Regions from separate parts of the Sus scrofa genome. Here regions 1 and 2 are each linked to region 3. Evidence: chromatin contacts called from public Hi-C and targeted proximity ligation data. All regions are on one chromosome and are shown on one strand. The core of a region is the stretch at or near the end of the contact, and the rest is flanking DNA. Distances in the headings are between cores, read along the strand shown. Region 1 holds the start of KCNG3 (potassium voltage-gated channel subfamily G member 3). Region 2 has its middle 72 kb from the start of KCNG3. Region 3 has its middle 49 kb from the start of PKDCC.

Region 1 (2,831 bases), core at 224-2,723, 390 kb before region 3:
CTTAAGGACTCACCTGTTTCGCCTCTGGCGGGTACTGAGCGGGCAGGGCTGCCTGTGTCGCGTGTCCTGTGAATTGCTGGGAGCAGTTTAAAAAAATCCCTGGCAGGTGGAACCCACTCCCTGGGCAGTTCGCTCTGCAGACCCTTAAAGGGCTCTTCAAGCTACGAGGGCCGGTGCTGCAGCCAGCTGGAGGTGCACGGGGGAAATCAAGACATTGTGAAAAGGAGGATGCAGACGAAGGCCACGCGAAATTCTGTTCTTGCCAGTGGCAAGGCGATTCTCCCCAGACTTTCACCCCACTCTACAGGAAGTGTCACGAGGGGGTCCAGGAGCGCTACCAGTAGGAGCTCTTTCAGGACCCGCGCCCCAGAAAGCGGGGGCTGGAGCCGCTCTTTTCCGGGAGAGGGCAGGCGGGAAGGCGGCACCGAGGCTGGGTGCTGGGGTGTGCGGCCGCCTTCGGAGCACGCGGTACGTGGGTCTCCGCGCCGGGAAAAGAAGAACAAAGTCGACAAGAAAAGAATTGCTGGGGTGCCTTATCTGAGAAATCCTTTGGGGCCATCTCAGACACCGAGCTGGGCTTCGTATAGTTTCTGGAAAAAGCTCTCCCAATGCCGTCTGTCCCCGCCCCTCAAATCCGGCACCCCACTCCTCATTCCTCCTTATCCTCCCTTTGGGGGCCATTAAAGGGGCCCTTGGGGATTTCCCAAGTCATCCCGATGGCTCGGGGGCGGGACGAGGGAGCAGCGACCCTGGCCGCGGGGCTTTGCTCCCCCTTCCACCCCGGGGCTCCGTGCTCGGCGCATCCCGCTCCACGGACCCCTACCGGCCACTGCGGGCGGGAGCAGAGAGGGAGGACAGCGTCACGAGGCGGGGAGCCCGAGGTCCAGGGCGGGGCGCCGGGGAATCCCAGCCCGAGCGAGGTGCGGGCGCGGGTGGGAAGAGGAGGGCGGCGCGCGGAGGGAGGTGAGCCGAGCGGAGCCGGGAGGCGAGGAGGGGGAACCGCGAGGAGGCCCCGCCCCCGCCTCTCGGAGCCGGCTCTTCGCCGCCTCCGAAGCCGCTCACTTTGCCTCTTGCCTCTGGACGGCGGCGCGGTGCTTTTGGAGCCAGGGCCGGAGGGAACGCCGGCGACCCGCAGCCATCCAGCACCAGCGCCTCCTCTCGGCGCGCACACCCCTTACGGGGGACAGCGCCGCCGCCTTCAAAGGGCACCCCGGCCTTGGAGGGGGCATCCCTGAGGCTCTAGGGGCGGCGGCGCTGGTAGCCTCGTTCCTGGCCAGTGGGGCGCAGCGCTGGAGCCGGGGGGGACTCCCGGACCACCAGCAGGTACCGCCGCGCGGAGGGAGCATCGCTAGCAGCCAACGCTGGGCTGCCGAGGAGGCTAGAGCGGAGGGGCTTCTGATCCAGCGAAGGGCAGCAGCGGAGCCCGGAGGGAGAGCCCGCTGGACAGCCCGCGAGCACCGACGGCGCGCTCCCCCGTCGGCCAACGGCAGGCAGGCCCCGCAAGGTAGCCAGGGGGGCGGCGCCCTCGGGCCTCGGGGCCTCGGGGCGGCCAGCCATGACCTTCGGGCGCAGCGGGGCGGCCTCGGTGGTGTTGAACGTGGGCGGCGCCCGATACTCTCTGTCCCGGGAGCTACTGAAGGACTTCCCGCTGCGCCGCGTGAGCCGGCTGCACGGCTGCCGCTCAGAGCGCGACGTGCTCGAGGTGTGCGACGACTACGACCGCGAGCGCAACGAGTACTTCTTCGACCGGCACTCGGAGGCCTTCGGCTTCATCCTGCTCTACGTGCGCGGCCACGGCAAGCTGCGCTTCGCGCCGCGAATGTGCGAACTCTCCTTCTACAATGAGATGATCTACTGGGGCCTGGAGGGCGCGCACCTCGAGTACTGCTGCCAGCGCCGACTCGACGACCGCATGTCCGACACCTACACCTTCTACACCGCCGAGGAGCCGGGCGCGCTGGGCCGCGACGACGCGCGACCCGGCGGTGCCGAGGCGCCCACCTCCCGGCGCTGGTTGGAGCGCATGCGGCGGACCTTCGAGGAGCCCACGTCGTCGCTGGCCGCACAGATACTGGCCAGCGTGTCGGTGGTGTTCGTGATCGTGTCCATGGTGGTGCTGTGCGCTAGCACACTGCCCGACTGGCGCGCCGCGGCAGCCGACAACCGCAGCCTGGATGACCGGAGCAGGTACTCCGCCAGCCCTGGGAGGGAGCCCTCCGGGTAGGACGCACTGCTTCTTTGCCCGTCCCGTCCGTCTTGTCGCGTCTGTCCGTCCAGTCCGTCGGTCCAGTCTACGTCCTGTTTACCTCCGGGAGGCCAAGCCAGGACGAGTTCTGGGTCCAGCGAGGCCCCAGGCGCGGCCAGCCAAGGGGCGGGTTGGTCCTCACTACCGGCTCTAGCCGGCTCCGGTCCACACAGCACAGGCCCCTTTTGAGGGCGAATCCCCAGCCGTGGGGAGGGGCAGATAGAGATAAACAAGACTCCCACCTTCGTAGCTTACTTTTGAGCAAGAGCAGTTAATTAGATTTTTCTAAACTTTTATTATTGGTATTTAACAGTTTGACCTTGGGCTAAGAGCAACTAGAATTATTTGCCAATTTTTGGATGGTTTTTGAAAAAATGAAGCCTTGTTATCGTGGAGTGTGGTCTGCTGTACACAGCCCACACACTCTATACGCTCTGCCTAACATGTGCTGTAATGGAATTGTTATAAAGGAGATTAATTTAGCAATAGACTCTAAATAATGGATGGCTGTGCCCTTTTCTCTCTTCTTTTCCTATCAAGTATAGAGTTAGCAAAGCACCTGTCCACTATTTGGTACTAGAGATTC
Region 2 (3,106 bases), core at 105-2,604, 320 kb before region 3:
TTTAGTTAGGCAGGAAGTTCTTTTATTGGAGCTCTGTAGGAGAGAGTGGACACATCTTAAAAATGAACTTTTTTTTTTTTTGTCTTTTTGCCTTTTCTTGGGCTGCTTCTGCAGATGTGGAGGTTCCCAGGCTAGGGGTCGAATCAGAGCTGTAGCCACTGGCCTACGCCACAGCCACAGCAACACGGGGATCTGAGCCGTGTCTGCAACCTATACCACAGCTCGCGGCAACGCCGGATCATTGACCCACTGAGCAAGGCCAGGGATTGAACCTGCAACCTCATGATTCCTAGACGGATTTGTTAACCACTGCGCCACGACAGGAACTCCTTTTTTTCTTTCTTTTCGTTCGTTTTTGAAAAATGAACTAATTTTTAAAAACTGTATTAAAATAGTAAAATCCACATGCTAGAAAATACAGGAAACAGGAAGAGAAGAAATAAGCACATAGTTCCCTATCCGTATAATAAGTTACTGTCATCACTTGGCTTTATTTTCTTCCTCTTGTCTCATTTTCTCTATGCTCTGCTCTAGACACGCGTGTGGAAGACATGCGCCCCATCCTTAAGAAGCTCCCAGTGGGGAAGGTGACTAGTCATAAAAACATTAAAGCAGTCTAGGGGTACAGTAAAGGTTATATGAAATGGCTGCTGTGGATCTTGGAGGATGGACATTTCATTCAGCTCAGGAGTCAAGGAAGGCTTCCTGGAGGAGTGATTCTTAAATTCAGTTCAGGGAAACAAGCCCTGGTGGATTTGCCACCCTTAAAGGGTTTACTGTGCACCAGAGCAAGAGCACATGGCTTATTCTGGGGATTGTACTTGGTCGGCAGGTGCACAGAGGCTTGTGTGAAGAGTACCGTTAGGTGGGCAGAGGCTAGATTAGAAAAGGCCATATGTGCCTGCCAAGGAGTGAAGCCTTAGTCTGCAGGCATAGTCGTTGAAGGATGCAGGTCAGGGGAATAGCCTTAAGGAGGATTGCTCTTCAGGTAAGACAGAGTGGAGAGAGACTGGGGACAGTAGGACCAATAAGCAAACTGTTGGGGTCATCATCCTGGCAGGAGGAAGTGTTTAGAGAAGACCATGTAGCAGAGGAGAGACATGGAGAAAGAGTGAGTAGCTTTTGGTGGGAACAGAGAAAGTAACCTGGATTTGCCTCCAGGAGAATGCCAAATGGGGCATGAAGAAGAAAGGAGGTTGAGGTGCCCAGCAGGTAGGCTGGGCTGTTAAATAACTCTTGACAGTCAAAGTGAGCAGGAAAACTGAAAAGTAGTCATTGGGCTCAGCAACTAGGAGCTCCAAGTGACTCAGCTGAAATTTAATCCTAGGTCTTCTCACTCTGAGTCCTCATTTTATATAGACTGCATCCTGGTAGCGTGGGCATCTCTGGTTACTAATGATTGGCAGCCTGGGCTCTTGTGAATTGAGCTGGCCTTGAAGTCACTTCTCGCATTTAGCCCTGAAGCACATAATTGTTGTCTAGTTTCCTTAGTACCATTGTTGGTTAGTTGTGAGTAGTAATTTATACTCTCGAAGCTACATGAACTAAATGGGAGATCGCCCTTCTAGTCAAAGGGCTGAAAGTTCAAGTTGTATTGAGTGAGATGGAAGTGGCTGGACACCAAGGCCAGGGCTTCCAATTCTGATTTAGCAAATCTTGGATCCAGTTTCTATTTCCCTGAGTCTGACCTTTCCCAAGGTTAGGAAGCACCATTTGAACTTTATTCTAATCACCTGGGAAATCCCAGCACATGAGCACTTCCCGTGGGCCTGTCTAGAGCAATGTTAACACAGTTTGAACAGCAGAAATCACAGGAGCATTTTCAGTTAAAAACCAGGGGCAGTTCCCCGAAGGTGACATTTTACTACAAATGATATAACTGAAACTCAGTGTAGTCTTAATCACATTTAGACTCAGGGAATGTGGTACTGTAATAACCTTCAGCTTTGTTCAAAAGGGACTGTTGTTACTAATAATCATTAATCATTATGAGCCATAAAATCTGATCCAGAAGAATAGGAGGACAAAAGTGAAGAGTATTATGTGCAAGAGTCTCATTGAGTCATAAACAGTTCCCTGCAGTGTGATTTTAATTTTTAATAAATGCTCTTCATTTATGGCGATTGCAGCTGACTAGTGGATCTGTCCTGAGCTTTTACTAATAATTTTTCAAAACACATTTGCAATGATTCGTTATATCTCTTGTTCATCCCTCTTATCATAAGGAAGCATTTATTTTTAAACCTTTTAGTTTTTAAAATTGTATAAAATTATTATAGCTAAATAATATTAGAATATAAAAAATGAAGAGTAAAATGTTTTCCCATTCTGTGTTGAAGCTAACAGGCAGCCACTGATACTGGTTTGTTGTGTAATATTTCAGGCCGTTTTCTATTCTAGCATGTTTTTGACTGCCACTAGATCAAGAAAGCACAGTGACAATAGCCATAAAGGTAGAAGCAACTCAAATATCCATCAACATGGGGTTCCCGTCGTGGCTCAGTGGAAACAAATCTGACTAGCATCCATGAGGATGCAGGTTCAATCCCTGGCCTTGCTCAGTGGGTTAAGGATCCAGCATTGTCGTGAGCATGGTATAGGTCGCTGTGGCTGTGGCATAGGCCAGCAGCCACAGCTCCAATTCGACCCCTAGCCTGGGAATCTCTGTGTGCCGTGGGTACACCCCTAAAAAGACAAAAAACATCCATCAACAGATAAGTGGATAAACAAAATATGGGGTATACACACACACAGATGGTGTATTATTGATCCTTAAAAAGGGATGAAGTTCTGATATATGTTACAACATGGATGAACCTTGAAAACATTATACTAAGTGAAGTAAGCCAGATGCAAAGGGACAAATATTGTGTGGTTCCATTTATGTGAGGTACCTAGAACACACAAATTCATAGAGAAGGAAATGGAGGTTACCAGGAGCTAAGGGTGAAAGGAATGAGAAATTATTGGTCAGTGGGTATAGAGTTTCTGTTTGCAATGATGAAAAAGTTCCGAAAATGAATAGTGGTGATGATTGCACAATATTTTGTATGTACTTAATGCTACTAAATTGTATATTTAAAAATGGTTCAAATGGTACATTTTA
Region 3 (3,041 bases), core at 45-2,544:
AGGGAGGTTTATCTCTAGTAGAGAGAAAACCCTCAGCCTAGGCACTCAGGGGGTCTTGGGAGAGGAAAGAGAAGCCAGGCCTCTGATACAGAAGAAGCCTACCCCTCCCACTTCGGGGAGAGCAGCCCGCAGCGCAGCGGTGGCCGGAAGTGCTGGGCTCTGGGGAGGCTGAGTGGGGAGGGGCTGCCTGAGAGCGGGGTCTCCCTGCTGGCCTGGGATATTTATAGCACCTGTGTTTCTAGACCTGTCTCCACCTGGATTTGTACGGTCTGCGGCTGCAGCGTGTGTGGGGAACGAGGCGGGCACATTTTGCTGCAAGGGCCAATTCTCGGCCTTGGGACTCTCTAGCTGGAAGGGAAGTTACAAAATCAAAACAAGGGGCCATCTGGGGGAACACCAAGGCAGAGCGGCGCTGCTGTGCTGCGTCTGCAAAGCAGTCGGCGGTGAAACCCGGGGCTTTCCAGCCCCACCTAGTGTTGCATTTACCGCAGCCGTGGGCGTGGGTGAGGCAGGTGTGGGCGGCGGGGGAAGTGGATCCCACCCTGCCAGTCTCCAGGCGGCTCTGGCTTTCCCTTTCCCGCTGTTCCTCCAAAGAGTTAAAGGCTGGAAGAATGTTCGCTCTCCTTGGGGAATCTCACTTTGAAAGAGGAGCCCAGAGAGCACGTGGTGGCCCATCCTCTGTTCAGACCAGCACGGAGAGTCCAAGTCTGCGGCCCCACCATCTAGGTCCGCACCCTCAACTTCTCCTAATCACTACATGCCTGGTTGCTCTCAGACTGCGATGACATCATCTAAAAAAATGAAATAACTGTCCTTTGGGCTTTTCAAGGACCTAGAGGGCAAAGAGTCCCGAGGAAGAGTCCAACGCCGGTCCTTGAGGCAGCCATCCACTGTGCCTACCCCTAAAGCTGCCCTGACGACTCCACCGCCACTTATACTGGTGTAGAGGCCCTGGGCAGGCTGGGCCGAAGATCCAGGAAAGTTAACGATGGCAGCCGCAGATACCCAGAGAATCGAAAACATCATTGACATTACTCTTCTCTTTTAACCTCAGGGCGGCACAAATGAGGCGGCATTATTGTTAGGGTGACCATTTCACAGGTGGAGAAACTGAGGCTTAGAAAGGCTAAGGGATGTGCCCCAAGGTGACGTAGCAAGGGCCACCGTCAGTTTCAAACTCTGATTCTGGGGACCCGCAGGGGGTCGCGGCGGCTGGGACCACGGAGAAGAGAGGGCGGGCGCGGGGCCGGAGCAGTTCCGGCGGTGGCGGCAGCCGAGCGAGGAGGAGCTGGGGCCCAGGGACACCGCGCAAGCCCGGGGCCGCTGCAAGCCAACGGCTGGTTTGGTGGCCCGGGACGAGAGGTGGCCGGCCGGGGATCCGGAGCAGGACGGCGAGGCTGAGGCAGCTGCCAGACACGGCTGGTGACTGGCCCGCGCCGCCGGCCCCCACCTCCGGGCCGCGCTGCGGTCGGGCAGCGAGCAGGCCACATACCGCGCGGCGCAGAGGAAATGGCTGGAATTCCTCCCGCGGCGCCTCGCTCGGGCCTCGGGGCGGGCGGGGCGCTGGCCAGGGCTGCCCGGGCTCCCAGCCTCGGGCACGGAGAGGGAGTCCTCCCTTGGGAGCGCCGCCGCCACTCACTGCCAGCATCGGAGCTCCCAGGGCACGTGAAAGGGCGTAGGCTCGTCCCCGGCAGAGACTCCCGCGTCCTGCCCAAGTCTCCTGCCCCCTTAACCTGTCTGTGGCTCAGGTTATCTGGGCTGCCCATCTGGGGGAGAGGTCCTGCCCCCTCCCCGCTGATCTGGCATCAGGCCGCAGGCTCTGGGGCTGCACTACACGCGCAGCACGCAGCACGCGAGCGGCGCCGCAGAGCGGGAGCCTGCTGCTCCAGGCAGTGAGGCCTCTGCAAGGTCCAGCCTACGCTTTTTGGAAAGCCCTGGCCACGGATATCTCCAAATGTTCTAGGCTATTTAAATGTTTGTTAAGTGAATGAATGAGAATTGGGCAGCACAGTACAAACAGAAGCAGAGACCAAAGGAAAAGCAGAGCAAATGGAGATCCTGCTAGAAAGCCTTTGCTTCCGGCAGACGCAGAGAACGCACTTGTCTACGCCTGTCCGGCCTTTCTCGCCTCCCACCCCAAGGCAAGTCCAGGCCAGAGCGCCCTGTACTATTACTTCCCCGAGACCGCTTTGACCGTCACACCTTGATCCTAACCTTAATCCCAGGGCCCATTCTCACGCTCTTTCCCTGGTTTTAGGCTCTGAGTTTGCTTGAGTGATAAACGCCCTTTTCCCGCTCCTACCTTCCCCCACCTCCACATACTTCCCACCCTGGCCCACCTCCTTTCTCCACAGAGGGCTCAGGAGGGTCTGATTCCAGAAGTGCGGCTGTCCACCCATTCCGAATGGGACTGGGTCACAGAGGGTGGTGCCCTGGGACCAGGATGGCGCTGGCTATGTCTGCTCCCCACCCTGCCCTCCCTTCTGTTTCAGGTTGGAACAGGGCAGCGTCATGGTTTCTCAAACTGATCCACATCTCTGAGTCCCAAGTTATCAGCTTAAACTTCCACCCTCTCTAGGGGCTTCTGAGTAGCCAGACCTAAACCTGGGGAGGGACTCTCCTGCAAGGCCCTGGCAGGTATTAGGAGGCCAGAGGCAGGCCTGTCTTAATGCACTTGCCTCTCCTCAGGCAGGCCTGGGGTGGGGGGCGGGGGAGCTGAGGGGAGGAGGGTGGAATTGGAGAGGGGCAGGGAAGGAGGTGTCATTTCCAAGCCTGCCCCTGGACACTTGCCCATGAGGAGCAGGCTCAGGAGGCCTTGGCAGTCCCTTCATACAGACACAGGCAGACAGAAACACAGACAGCTCACAGTGATAGTCTTGGTTCTGGGAATTTTGGAAATCAAAACCCCTACATTTTTCACAAGAAAAAGGAACAGATTTTGGCATCTTTGTTCCAGAAACAGGAACTGACCAAGACAGTGACCTCTGATGATCACTTCCTCATCTTGGTGTTCAGAAGCTGGCGGGTTCCCTCAGCCCTTC

Evidence for each region. A called contact is a pair of places that touch in the nucleus more often than the background predicts.
Region 1: a contact with region 3 is called in a Hi-C map of embryonic fibroblasts, with 4 times the contacts expected there. A contact is called at or near these places in 1 of 5 promoter capture datasets (liver) and 5 of 47 Hi-C or Micro-C datasets (embryonic fibroblasts, fetal skeletal muscle, heart right ventricle and 2 more).
Region 2: a contact with region 3 is called in a targeted proximity ligation map of skeletal muscle, with 2.6 times the contacts expected there. A contact is called at or near these places in 2 of 47 Hi-C or Micro-C datasets (embryonic fibroblasts and subcutaneous adipose tissue) and 1 of 2 datasets of targeted methods (skeletal muscle).

The regions. Positions count from the first base shown.
Region 1 is chr3:97,829,322-97,832,152 of Sscrofa11.1, forward strand. KCNG3 (potassium voltage-gated channel subfamily G member 3) reads left to right here and starts at 1,474. Exons shown (of 2, transcript XM_003354851.4): 1 at 1,474-2,187. The coding sequence starts at 1,556.
Region 2 is chr3:97,901,102-97,904,207 of Sscrofa11.1, forward strand. No RefSeq gene overlaps it. Among named protein-coding and RNA genes, the nearest start is that of KCNG3, 72 kb to the left of the region's middle.
Region 3 is chr3:98,217,842-98,220,882 of Sscrofa11.1, forward strand. No RefSeq gene overlaps it. Among named protein-coding and RNA genes, the nearest start is that of PKDCC, 49 kb to the right of the region's middle.